Regions from separate parts of the Mus musculus genome. Here all the other regions are linked to region 1. A link is a contact called in public Hi-C and promoter capture Hi-C data. All regions are on one chromosome and are shown on one strand. The core of a region is the stretch at or near the end of the contact, and the rest is flanking DNA. Distances in the headings are between cores, read along the strand shown. Region 1 holds the start of Ildr2 (immunoglobulin-like domain containing receptor 2). Region 2 has its middle 7.0 kb from the start of Pou2f1. Region 3 holds the start of Pogk (pogo transposable element with KRAB domain).

The links. Hi-C and Micro-C count contacts between places; a contact is called where the count stands out from the background. Capture Hi-C pulls out chosen DNA fragments and counts their contacts.
Region 2: a contact with region 1 is called in a Hi-C map of pancreatic cancer cells, with 4 times the contacts expected there. The contact joins the enhancer-like site here to the promoter of Ildr2 in region 1. A contact is called at or near these places in 2 of 484 Hi-C or Micro-C datasets (the HL-1 cell line and pancreatic cancer cells), 1 of 115 datasets of contacts at active chromatin or transcription factors (bone marrow-derived macrophages) and 1 of 9 other capture datasets (adipose tissue).
Region 3: a promoter capture Hi-C map of adipose tissue shows a contact between it and region 1. The contact joins the promoter of Pogk here to the promoter of Ildr2 in region 1. A contact is called at or near these places in 11 of 39 promoter capture datasets (the 3T3-L1 cell line, 3T3-L1-derived adipocytes, embryonic stem cells and 5 more) and 3 of 9 other capture datasets (adipose tissue, liver and pancreatic islet).

The regions. Positions count from the first base shown.
Region 1 is chr1:166,252,212-166,255,617 of GRCm38.p6, forward strand. It overlaps Ildr2 (immunoglobulin-like domain containing receptor 2), which reads left to right and starts at 1,928. Exons shown (of 10, transcript NM_001164528.1): 1 at 1,928-2,255. The coding sequence starts at 2,165.
Region 2 is chr1:166,007,945-166,011,350 of GRCm38.p6, forward strand. No RefSeq gene overlaps it. Among named protein-coding and RNA genes, the nearest start is that of Pou2f1, 7.0 kb to the left of the region's middle. Within about 2 kb of position 1,512, at least 14 of the 459 cell types and tissues checked have an H3K27ac peak or open chromatin away from gene starts, as enhancers often do. A contact at or near this core is called in the HL-1 cell line and pancreatic cancer cells, where this site is marked.
Region 3 is chr1:166,408,204-166,411,609 of GRCm38.p6, forward strand. Pogk (pogo transposable element with KRAB domain) reads right to left here and starts at 1,625. Exons shown (of 6, transcript NM_175170.4): 1 at 1,504-1,625; 2 at 795-1,128; 3 at 196-329. The coding sequence starts at 813.

The sequences.
Region 1 (3,406 bases), core at 678-3,177:
AAACATAGGCATGCAGTAAATAGCAGAGCATAATACAAATACATTGATATTTTAACCCTTTTATGTAGACAAACTTTTTGTAGCGGAAAGCATACGTTTTGAAGCCAGGTGACCTGAGGTTAAAGTCTAGCTCTGGCATTCATTGGCTTCTTGATCTTAAAGGTCCTAGTGACAATCTTTATGCTCAAGTTTCCTCATTAGGATTAAACCAGGAATCCTGTAAAACACCCACAAACTTGCTTAGGCTCTGATAAGAAACCTCCGGATGTTAAGTCCCATCTTAATTTTCTGATTTTTCTGGGTGCTAAAGGATATAGTTCTCAAATTTCTCTCACAGAGCTTATTACTCAGGACTCTTAATAGCATACAAATCACTCAAGTTAAGTAAAAGATGAAATGTAATGAGTGACTCTAAGACTTACTAAAAACGTTGAAGATCCAGATGTAGGAGACAAGTGGGAACCTAGAGAGGCCACACCAGGACTGCAGCTCAGATCACACCCCTGAGCAGGGTGGCCACCCAGCCTCCAACCACCACACCTGGCCCCGGCCCCTGATGCTGCTGCTACCTCCGGGCAAAACTGATTGTCCGGTGTGCCTGCCTCTTGCACTACTTTATCCAGATTCAGAAACCTACCTGTTAAGAGGTCACCCTGGCCATACTGGGGCCAGGGGCCTCTCCTCCAGCTTTGGTGGTTAGGAGGTGACTAGACTTTCTGGCTTCTGTATTTGGAACTGTCCAGATATGCAAAAAGAAGGCAAGTGGTGGCAAAAGGCCACCATTGAGCTTCCTCCTGATTCTGCATGTCCCCATATATACATCACCCCTGCTTTCACATGCATACATTCTTAGGGTGAAGGATTTCTGTTTCCGAGTTCACGGGCATTTTTCGGTCCTTCGGAGTTCTTTCTCCCTTCCTCTAGACAGAATATGGGTGTCTGCTTCCTTACTGCCACCAACCCTCAACAAGCCCAAATCTTGTCCCATCTTTCAAGTGTTAACACAGATGTCTCCTTTATTGTGGTCATCAGCCCCACCCCTGGGACTAACTTGTTCTTTCCTGAGTCCACCTGCCCCTTCCCTATCTCTTCTACAATGACATCAACCGGCATATTTTTTACAATGACTATGCATTATGCCTCTAAAGGTCTGGCCTTTCTTCCTCTCCTGGACCCAGGATATGGCTCCTCAAGGGACACCATTCTCATCCTGTAGCCTTAATGCTTAGAGCCTAGGAGAGCCTTAGTATATATTTGCTAACCCAAACATTCGTTTCTCAGTGCTTTCTCAACGTATTGTGAGTCCTTTCCAATAGACAGGAGACAACTCCATTTTAAAAGTGGGCATAGCCCATGGAAATGTACGCTGCAAATGGAGAATGTATAGGTGTAGTCTCCCTCTCCCTCCCCCTCCCCCTCCCCCTCCCCCTCCCCCTCCCCCTCCCATTCTCTCTCTCCCTCTCTCTCTCTCTCTGCTCATTTTCTGTTAAAAAGGCCACATACGTTTTAACAGAAAAAAGATTTTTGCCTAAAGGGTTTCTCCCCTATGGATCCTAATTTGGTTGGGGCCTCTTGGTTCGTTGAACCAGATGCACCAGCCAGGGCACAACAAAAACAAACAAACAAACAAACAAACAAACACCACACAGGTCTAAGCCCCAGGAGAAGTTATGCCAAGTCCTTGTAGCCTTTCTGTCCCTGACACCCAGTACAGGTGCAAGGAAACATCGAGTCCCAGCCTGCTTGGTGGCTCAAGTAGAGCTTGAGTCGCAGCCCCCGCCACATGGTCCGCCCTCTGGGGTGGACTTCGCTGCTAGGCTCTGACCTCCCAGCCCCGGGAGACGGCACGTGACCGAGAAACTTTGGCGGGCGGTGTTGGCGCGGGCGGCGGCGCGGCGATCGAGCTCCCCCGCGCGGCGAGCTCTGCTGCGGGGAGGCGCTCGCCGGTGCCGCGCAGCCTGTGCGTGCGGGAACGGCCCCCGCAGCCCAATCGGACTCTAGAGCCAGCGGCAGCGCGCCTCTCGCAGGCGGCGGCGTCCAGCGCCCGGGGCCGGGCTGCGCGGCCAGCCCCGAGGGCTGCGGCGCCAGGGACGCGCGGGGCCCGCGCTCCGCCGCCGCCGCCGCCTGCTGCTGCGAGGTCATCCGGATCTTATCGTGCCAGCTGATGCCCGCTTTTCCCACTCTGGATCTGGATGGGAAGTTGGGGAAGATGGATAGGGTCGTGTTGGGGTGGACCGCTGTCTTCTGGTTAACAGGTAAGAGTCGTTTGCCACAGCTACGGATAACTTTAAATGTATTCCTACAGTGGTGGTGTTCCACTCCACCTTCGTTTTCCTCCTTTTTGACAGTGTTAAAGCTGCTTAGCCTGTGGTGTGTGTGTGTGTGTGTGTGTGTGTGTATGATGGGGGAGGCAAGGGAGAATGCCGGATTGCGAAGGAGCTGGATGGAGATGCAGGTGTTTGACTCACTAGCGCTATGAGGCTGTTCTTAGGAGGTATATTTCCCCTCCAGACAATGATTCTTCCTCCTTCTTTCTCTGAGTTTGTTAGGCTCCGAGTCCTGGGCAAAGCCTGGGGAAAGGGGTTGATTCATTAACAGCTCTGGTTTTCTGGAGGCAGGGTTTGGGAGGTGGGTAGGGGAGTGTCTCCCTAGCTACTTCCACAGAAGAGGAGGGAGACCCAGGAACATTCGCTGGGGCTCTCTGGCTGTAGGGGGAAAGGTTTAGGAAGATGAAGAACAGCTTGATTGGCCTGGAATTTAAGGCCCTATCAGTCTTACTGGAGCCATTTGGAGAAGATAAAAGACAACCCTGTAATAGATCGACGCCCCCCCCCCCAACAACGTTAATTTGTATGGAGGTTCAGAGGTAACTTTGGCGGTGCTTGTAGCGCACCTCTTCTCCTTTTGTGAACTTTCTTCCCATCGTCTGGTGCTAGGAGAAGCCCTGTGTGTAACACTGTACAATTCAGCAATTCTGGGTTAAGGAACAAGTGGCGCTGGGGTGGCCACCTCAGATTCAGAGTAGCCCGCTGAAGGCAAAATGGGGCAGGGGGAGGAGGCTTTGGATGGCTGGGGGTGGGCCAGAGGCAACCAAAGAGACAGTGGAGAAGACAGAATAAGGTGTCGAAGGGTCATGATGATAGGATCGGGTCAGTCGCAGGCAGAAGAGAGCAAATGGCTGCAAGAAGAAAAAAGTTTGTTTCCTCTGGGGCATCCACCAGCTCCAGGAGGGTGCGGTAGGGTGGGGTGAGATCAAGAGACTAGGAAAATGGGATCCAGCTTAAAATAGCCAAAGCAAATCTGAAACGAGAGAAAAGACATGCAAGAAGGAAGAAAGACAAATACCCCCTCTTCTTTTACTCTCAGAATGAAATTATCAATTGCCTGAGTTCTTTCCCCATGGCAA
Region 2 (3,406 bases), core at 262-2,761, 240 kb before region 1:
ATGCAGCACTGGAAACCTATATTTGGCATTGCTCTAGACAGAACATTTTTTGAGGAGTTTTGGAATATCCTGATAATAGTGCACATTTAATTCAACCTTTTGTTGTTGTTGTTGTTGTTTTTTGAGACAGGGTTTCTCTGTATAGGCCTGGCTGTCCTGGAACTCACTCTGTAGACCAGGTTGGCCTCGAACTCAGAAATCCGCCTGCCTCTGCCTCCCAAGTGGTGGAAATAAAGACTTGCGCCACCACTACCCAGCTTAATTCAACCTTTTAATCTTCTAAGTCAACATAGTTGTCTGAATTTTATGTGCTCTAAATATACATTTTCCACATATCAGTATTTTTAAAATCAAGATGAATCTCAGAAGGGGCTTAATTTTAAAATGTATTTTGATAGTTGGCAACATTTTAATGGTATCTGACAATCTATGACATTTAAAATTCTATGAAATATCACATTTTGTATTGAGAGTCAAAATTTAGAGATGCGGTTTTAAGGGATGTTTTGTTTGGTTTGTTTCTTGGTTTTTGTCAGGGTTTCTTTATGTAGCTCTGATTGTCCTGGAACTCATTATGTAGACCAGGCTGGCCTGGAACACGTAAGATCTACCTGCTTCTGCCTCCCAAGTACTGGGGCCATTTTTAATATTTTATCTGCTAAGAAATGCTTATTAATTCTGTGTTTTTTAAAGCAGGAAGAGATTTTTAAAGGCTTTTCAATATTAGGGTTAAGATGAAAGCAAAAGATTTCCATTTCCACAGTAAGTTCACGCCTATCAACATTTCCTGTGCTCCAATTACATAGCAATACTAAATGAAAATATAAAAGTGGAGGCAGGCTGAAAACAGTAATCTCCATGAATAAGGAGGAAGGCACAAAAGCAAGCCCTGAAAGATCAGCATACAGCTTAGTCAGCATAAATCAACACCCGCTATGAAAGAAATAGAAGTAAGTTTATTCTTAAGCCAAATATTAGTGATCATGGCCCAAATACATGGGTTCAGATTGCCTTAAAAACCATGTTCCAAAGTAGAAACAGTTCTGTGAAATTTTCACAGTTACAAGAACAAAGGAAAGTCATGAGGAATTTTCAAATATATTGATGGAAATATCAGGTAGGCAGGTTACAGAGAAGTGGGGAAATCTACATGTCTTAGATAATAGATCTGGTGACATTCTTATCTGAGGTTAGTGGATTCCAGTGGTCTAGTCATGATTCCAGAAGGTTTCCTGTATTAGTCACAGGGTGTTAGTTCATACAGAGCATGACAGTGGACTCTTTTTTTTTTTTTTTAAATTTTTCGAGACAGAGTTTCTCTGTATAGCCCTGGCTATCGTGGAACTCACTTTGTAGACCAGGCTGGCCTCAAACTCAGAAATCTGCCTGCCTCTGCCTCCCGAGTGCTGGGATCAAAGGCGTGCGCCACCATGCCTGGCTAAAAGAGGCTGTAATAGCCCAAGATAGTTTGGCTCTGAGTCTGCAACATTCTAATCTCTGTACTCACAAAGTTCTAATCAGTCAATCCACCTTCTAGAACCTTTATTACAAATGAGGTTTTATTCCTGAGAACTGTTAGTCTAGATCCCACCAACAGGTGATGTCACCAGGAAGAGAAAGTGTATCTGTAGACCTTAGGCTTGAAACACACAGCAAACACTTTTAGAAAATGTAGGTAATGTGTTTATTTTAGTGGATCTACCTTATATAAATTTAAAAACCTGAGCTACAGTGTCTTATGATATACAGATTTTTATGTGTGTGTGAAAGGTCTTGCTGGGTAGCCCCTGCTGGCCTTGAACTCACAGAGATCGGCCTATGTCTGTTTCCTACATACTGGGATGAAAGGAATGTACCACAATTCTTCTTTAGGAAGCCATGTCTTATTAGTTTGTTGTATATCTTCCAGTATCTCTTCTTGCAACCTTCGTTTTGCAAAATAAGAATCCATCTTTTCTTATTTTTCTCAATTTCATAGGTGAAAACATTGAATACCATGTATACTGCTCTCTACATCGCTTTCTACACCTAAATGTATGGGTGGTTGCTCCCTCTCAGGCCTTTGGTCATTCTTTTTTATGTCTCTGCATACTTTACTACATGCATGAACCACGGTTTACTCAACCAGTCCCGTCTTGGTTAGATGTGGGTATTTATACCCTGTCACAATCTCAAAATGAGCAAGCAACTCATACCTGAACTATTTTTGCACTGCCACATCTCTTTGTAAATCAAGTAAAATTGTTGGGTAACTGCTACCTGTGTCTATAACTTTGTAAGAAGTTGAGAATTTAATCAAGTAGAAAGAAAAATACATAACCTTGCTACCAATGAAACCACTTCCTGTCTTGTTTTAATATTACAGCAATCTCTAACCAGCAGTCTACTATTTAGTTACAGGTTGAGAGGTGGGAGGAGTATAAATAACTAGTAAGTAGCAGATAAGTAATGTCAAGAAAGGTTAAAACAAATGCGTGTAGTTTAATTAAGACTATGTATTTCAGTAACTGTACATGTATTACTATATTAAATATATATCATTAGATGTATAAAATTTAAGTCATTTAAATTTAATGACTTGACTTTATTTTCTTTCTTATTAGTATTATGTATAAACTTAATACATGTGTGTGTGCATATGTGCAGGTAACAGAACAACTCTATGAAGTTGGTTCTCTCCTTCCACCTTTCTGTGTAGCCCAGAAATGGAACTCAGGTCATTTGGCTCATCCAGCATGCACCTTTACCTGCTGAACCCATCTTGCTGTCCCAGCTTTACCTACTCATTAAAATTGTTTCTATACTTTAAATGTACAGTAGGCAAGGCCCATGGTGCAGAGCTACCTGAAAGTATCAGTTATTGCCTCAGTAAGAACGCTGGTTCAGGAACTGGAGAGATGCCTTAACTGCTTGCTCTTCTGGGGGACCCAGGTTTGACTCCTTCCCCTAATATGGTGGCTCACAACTGTAACTCGGGTTCCAGGGAGTCTGACACTGTCTTCCAACTGCCTCTGGCACTAAGCACTCAGGTGCACAGATATACATGCAGGCAACTCCTCCATACATACAAAATTAAAATAATTTTTTAAAAATCTAGTTCAGAAATAAGATTATCAGAAAAAGATGAGATGAAAGTAATACACAGTAAAGGCTAACCCACTAATAGCTTGACAAAAGCAAGGTCTGCTCTTGACTTCAGGGAGAAAGGGTTTATTTTAGCTCCCAGCTTATGGGTACAATCCAACAACACAAGGAAGTCATATGAACTCAAGGCAGTTGGTTACACTGCTCCACAGTCAGGAAGCAAAGAGGGCTAGATGGCAATTTCTTTTCCTTTCTCCTTCTCTTCAGTCTAGGCCTTACCCATGAAAAGGTGCTGCCCACAGTTAGTATGGACTTTCTTACC
Region 3 (3,406 bases), core at 375-2,874, 160 kb after region 1:
CTGTAATCAGCCTTGCTGCCGGAAGTCCTGTCCTCTAACCACCTCCTCCATTATTTGTCTTCTGAAGCCACCAGGCTGTTTTCTCAGGAATGTAAACACAGGAGACTGGGCTATTCTTACTTCCATGTCTGCTCCGGGAGGAAGACCCCCAAAGCAAGCCTGGCTCTCAGGCTGGACTGCTCACACTTTACTTACCCATGCGCCTTCTGAGCAGATTTGTACTTTCTGCATATCTATGGGGCCATCCTCCAACTCTTGGATCTCAACCTCTTCCTCCTTTTGCTCTTCTTTCAGGGTCAAATTCAGAGGGTAGGCCCGGGACTCCATTTCTGCATTCAAGAGTTAGCAGACAATCAGGTGTCAGTGGGAACTAGTCTGTGAGAGGGCGGCTCAGGCACACACACACACACACACACAAACCTGTTTAGGTCAAAGCACTGTCTGCTTCCAGCTGGAAGGAAGGGGTTCAGAAAGGTGGCTGGCTTATTTAATTATTACAGAGGCTGAGGGCAGATAATTTATCTGGCTAACTTCAAATATTTAAAGAGCCCCCTGTGGCACGGAGACCAGAGTAGTTTTCACAGAGCCTCTGTGCAGAAGGGCAGAACTTAGAACAGTGGGTAAATATCCCGGGAAGAGGTTTCAAACAGCTCAGTGATGGGCAGAAGTTCCCACTGCCAGGACTGTTTGAGCACGGAATCAGGACCAGAGGAGGGCGGTGCTGATTTGCTACCACATCAAAGTATCTCAGCCTAGATAGGAAATTTAAATAGTTAGCCCAAAATAGTTATCACCTGGGTTTTCCAGATTCATAGGCGCTGTCCACAAGCTACTTCAGAAACTTAACAGTTTTTCTGCCTCAAAGGACCTCCCAAAGCCAAGTCCATGATGCAGAGAGGGGCGTGCCTGGGTGGCAGAGGCCAACCCAAACCTGGCTGGACTTCTCCTCGCCTCTGGGTCGCAAATCCTCTCTATTCGAAGCCTCCTCAGGCTGGTACAAAGAGGTTCCCCAGAAGAGACTGCGGGCAGCTGCTGGGTATGCAGAGAGTGTGCATCTGTGAGCTCCATTTCCCGGGACTTCCCAAGCAAGGATCTTCCCGGAGTTCAGAGTCAGCTTCTTCAATGTTTCTGGGGTGGGTGGAGGCATGGGGAGGTAGGAACACTCGTGAGGTCACAGGAGTCCCGGGACCTGAACTTGGCCGCGGCCTGTGCCCAGCTGCGGGGCGGGTGGTGGGAGGGGCCGGCACGAAGGTGCTCGCCGCCGCCCTTGCCCGCTCCAGCCATCTTGTCCAACCCTCTCCCGCCACCCCCGCCCACCACTAAGGTCCTCGGTCCACCTGCGGGGCGGCGACAGCCCACGCCGCCTACCTCCCCGGCCGGCCCGCAACAAAGGCGGCGGCGGAGGCGACACTGCCACCGGCGGCCCCCGCCCCACCGTGGCCCAGCCTCCTCCGCCGGCCTCGAGGACGAGCCGCCCGGATCCCGCAGCCCGCGCGCACTCACCCCGGCCGAGCGGGCGGCGTCGCCGCAAAGGGCGACGAAGGCTGTGGCCCGGCATTCACCGCGCCATCGTCTCCACCGCTCCCGCCGCCCCAGCGCGGCCCCTCGGGAGGGAGCGAGGACACGTGGTGGGAGGGGAGGGGTGGGCGGAGCCCAGGGTGTTAGGGGCGGGCTAGGGGCGGTGACGTCAGCAGGTCTCGGCGGCGCTTCCGGCGACCTCGGTGCTTCGAGCCGCGTTAGCCCGGTGGCTGGCTCACTTGCGGCCGCCGAGGTGGGCATTTGCTCGGAGGAACACCGCAGCCTTTCCGCTCAGGCATCCAGAAATGCTCTGTGCGCGGAGGGGTGACCGGGCTCATCGTTCTTGTTCTGTCCAGAACGCTGATCCAAGCATACCAAGAAGCGAACTTGAAGATTTTTGTAGTATTGCCCTTTAACTCCCAAGCATGTAGTTTCCTGGGCGTAGTAGGTGTGAAGAAGTTTTTTCGAGTTGTTTGCCCACAGCTCTGTGGAGAATATAGCAACCATGTTCCAGGAGACCTCGAAAATCTTCTTATTTCAGAAAAAGATTCTACAGTCGGAGATCTGTTTGGACCTTGTTTAAACAAACACCACACACACACACACACACACACACACACACACACACACACACACACACACTTCATACTTATTGAAAATACTAAAAGATTGAGTTCAACTTGGGGGTTGGTGATTTATAGCCAAGGAGAGGAAGGGGTGTGGATGTCAAGAGTGTGGATAATTACTAAGAGGAATTATCAAAGATTGAGGGATTCTTGCTAAACCCACTAAACTGGATTCTGGTTGAAAGCAGACCAGGGTGATCAGATAACAAATGTGCTAAACTGACTTAGGATTCTTGCTTAAATAAGGCTGGGCAAGCAGAGGTGGGGGTGGGGAGCACGGCAGCAGAGGCAGCTCAGGAGAGGGTTCAAGAGCCTGTGGTTAAGAAAAGAATCGTTTTTAAAAATCAAAATATTATTTTAAGTAATATGTGCATGGGTATGTGCTTATGCCTGAAGGCTAGAGTCATGGGATACCACTGTGTTGGAGTTACAGGTAGCTGTGAGCTGCCTGATCGGGGTGCTGGAAACTAAGCTCTGATCCTCTTCAAGAGCAGTGCACTTAACACCCGAGCTGCCTTTACAGCCCCCAGGAGAAGCTGTTGTTAAACATTTTACTTTAAACTTATTGCTTCTGTTCACTAATGTGTGTGTAAGCACAAATGCCAAGGCATAGATGAGCTGTGCTTTTTAATACATATAGTACGACACAGAAGACTCACTCTTGAAATGTTGTTATGGCTGACAAGAGCAAAGAGCAATGATGGCTTAATCACTGCACAGAGATTATTGATATATTGAAAGAGAAGGTTAGGATTCCTTTGTTGTTTTAATGGATAGCTCTTTTGATGTATATATTTATTTATTTTTTTAAGAATCAGGAATGGTGGCTTAAATTAATTGATATTCTCATTTTTAACTTTGCTGAGGGAAATGGCAGTTTCCATTGCAAAAGTGAGAAGGTTGTCAGGAAGAGAGCAGAGGGTGCTGGGCCATTGTTGACACCTTCTCTCAAAGGTGAACATGTGTTCCGAAGTAAGAAAAAAAGCAATGCTAAGTTTTAGTCTTTGAGAGTCATACACACACACACACACACACACACACACACACGTATGTATATAAGAGGCTAGTCAGTGACCCATTTTGATCTTTAATTTTTTTTTCAGAAAGATTTATGTGGATGAGTGTTTGTTTGTGTGTATGTCATTGTTTGCCCTGGAGTGCTGTGATACAACACCATGACCAAAAACAACTTGGAGAGGAAAGGGTTTATTTCAGTTTAACAGTTGTAGTTCCTCATGAAGGTAAATCAGGGCAGGAGCTCA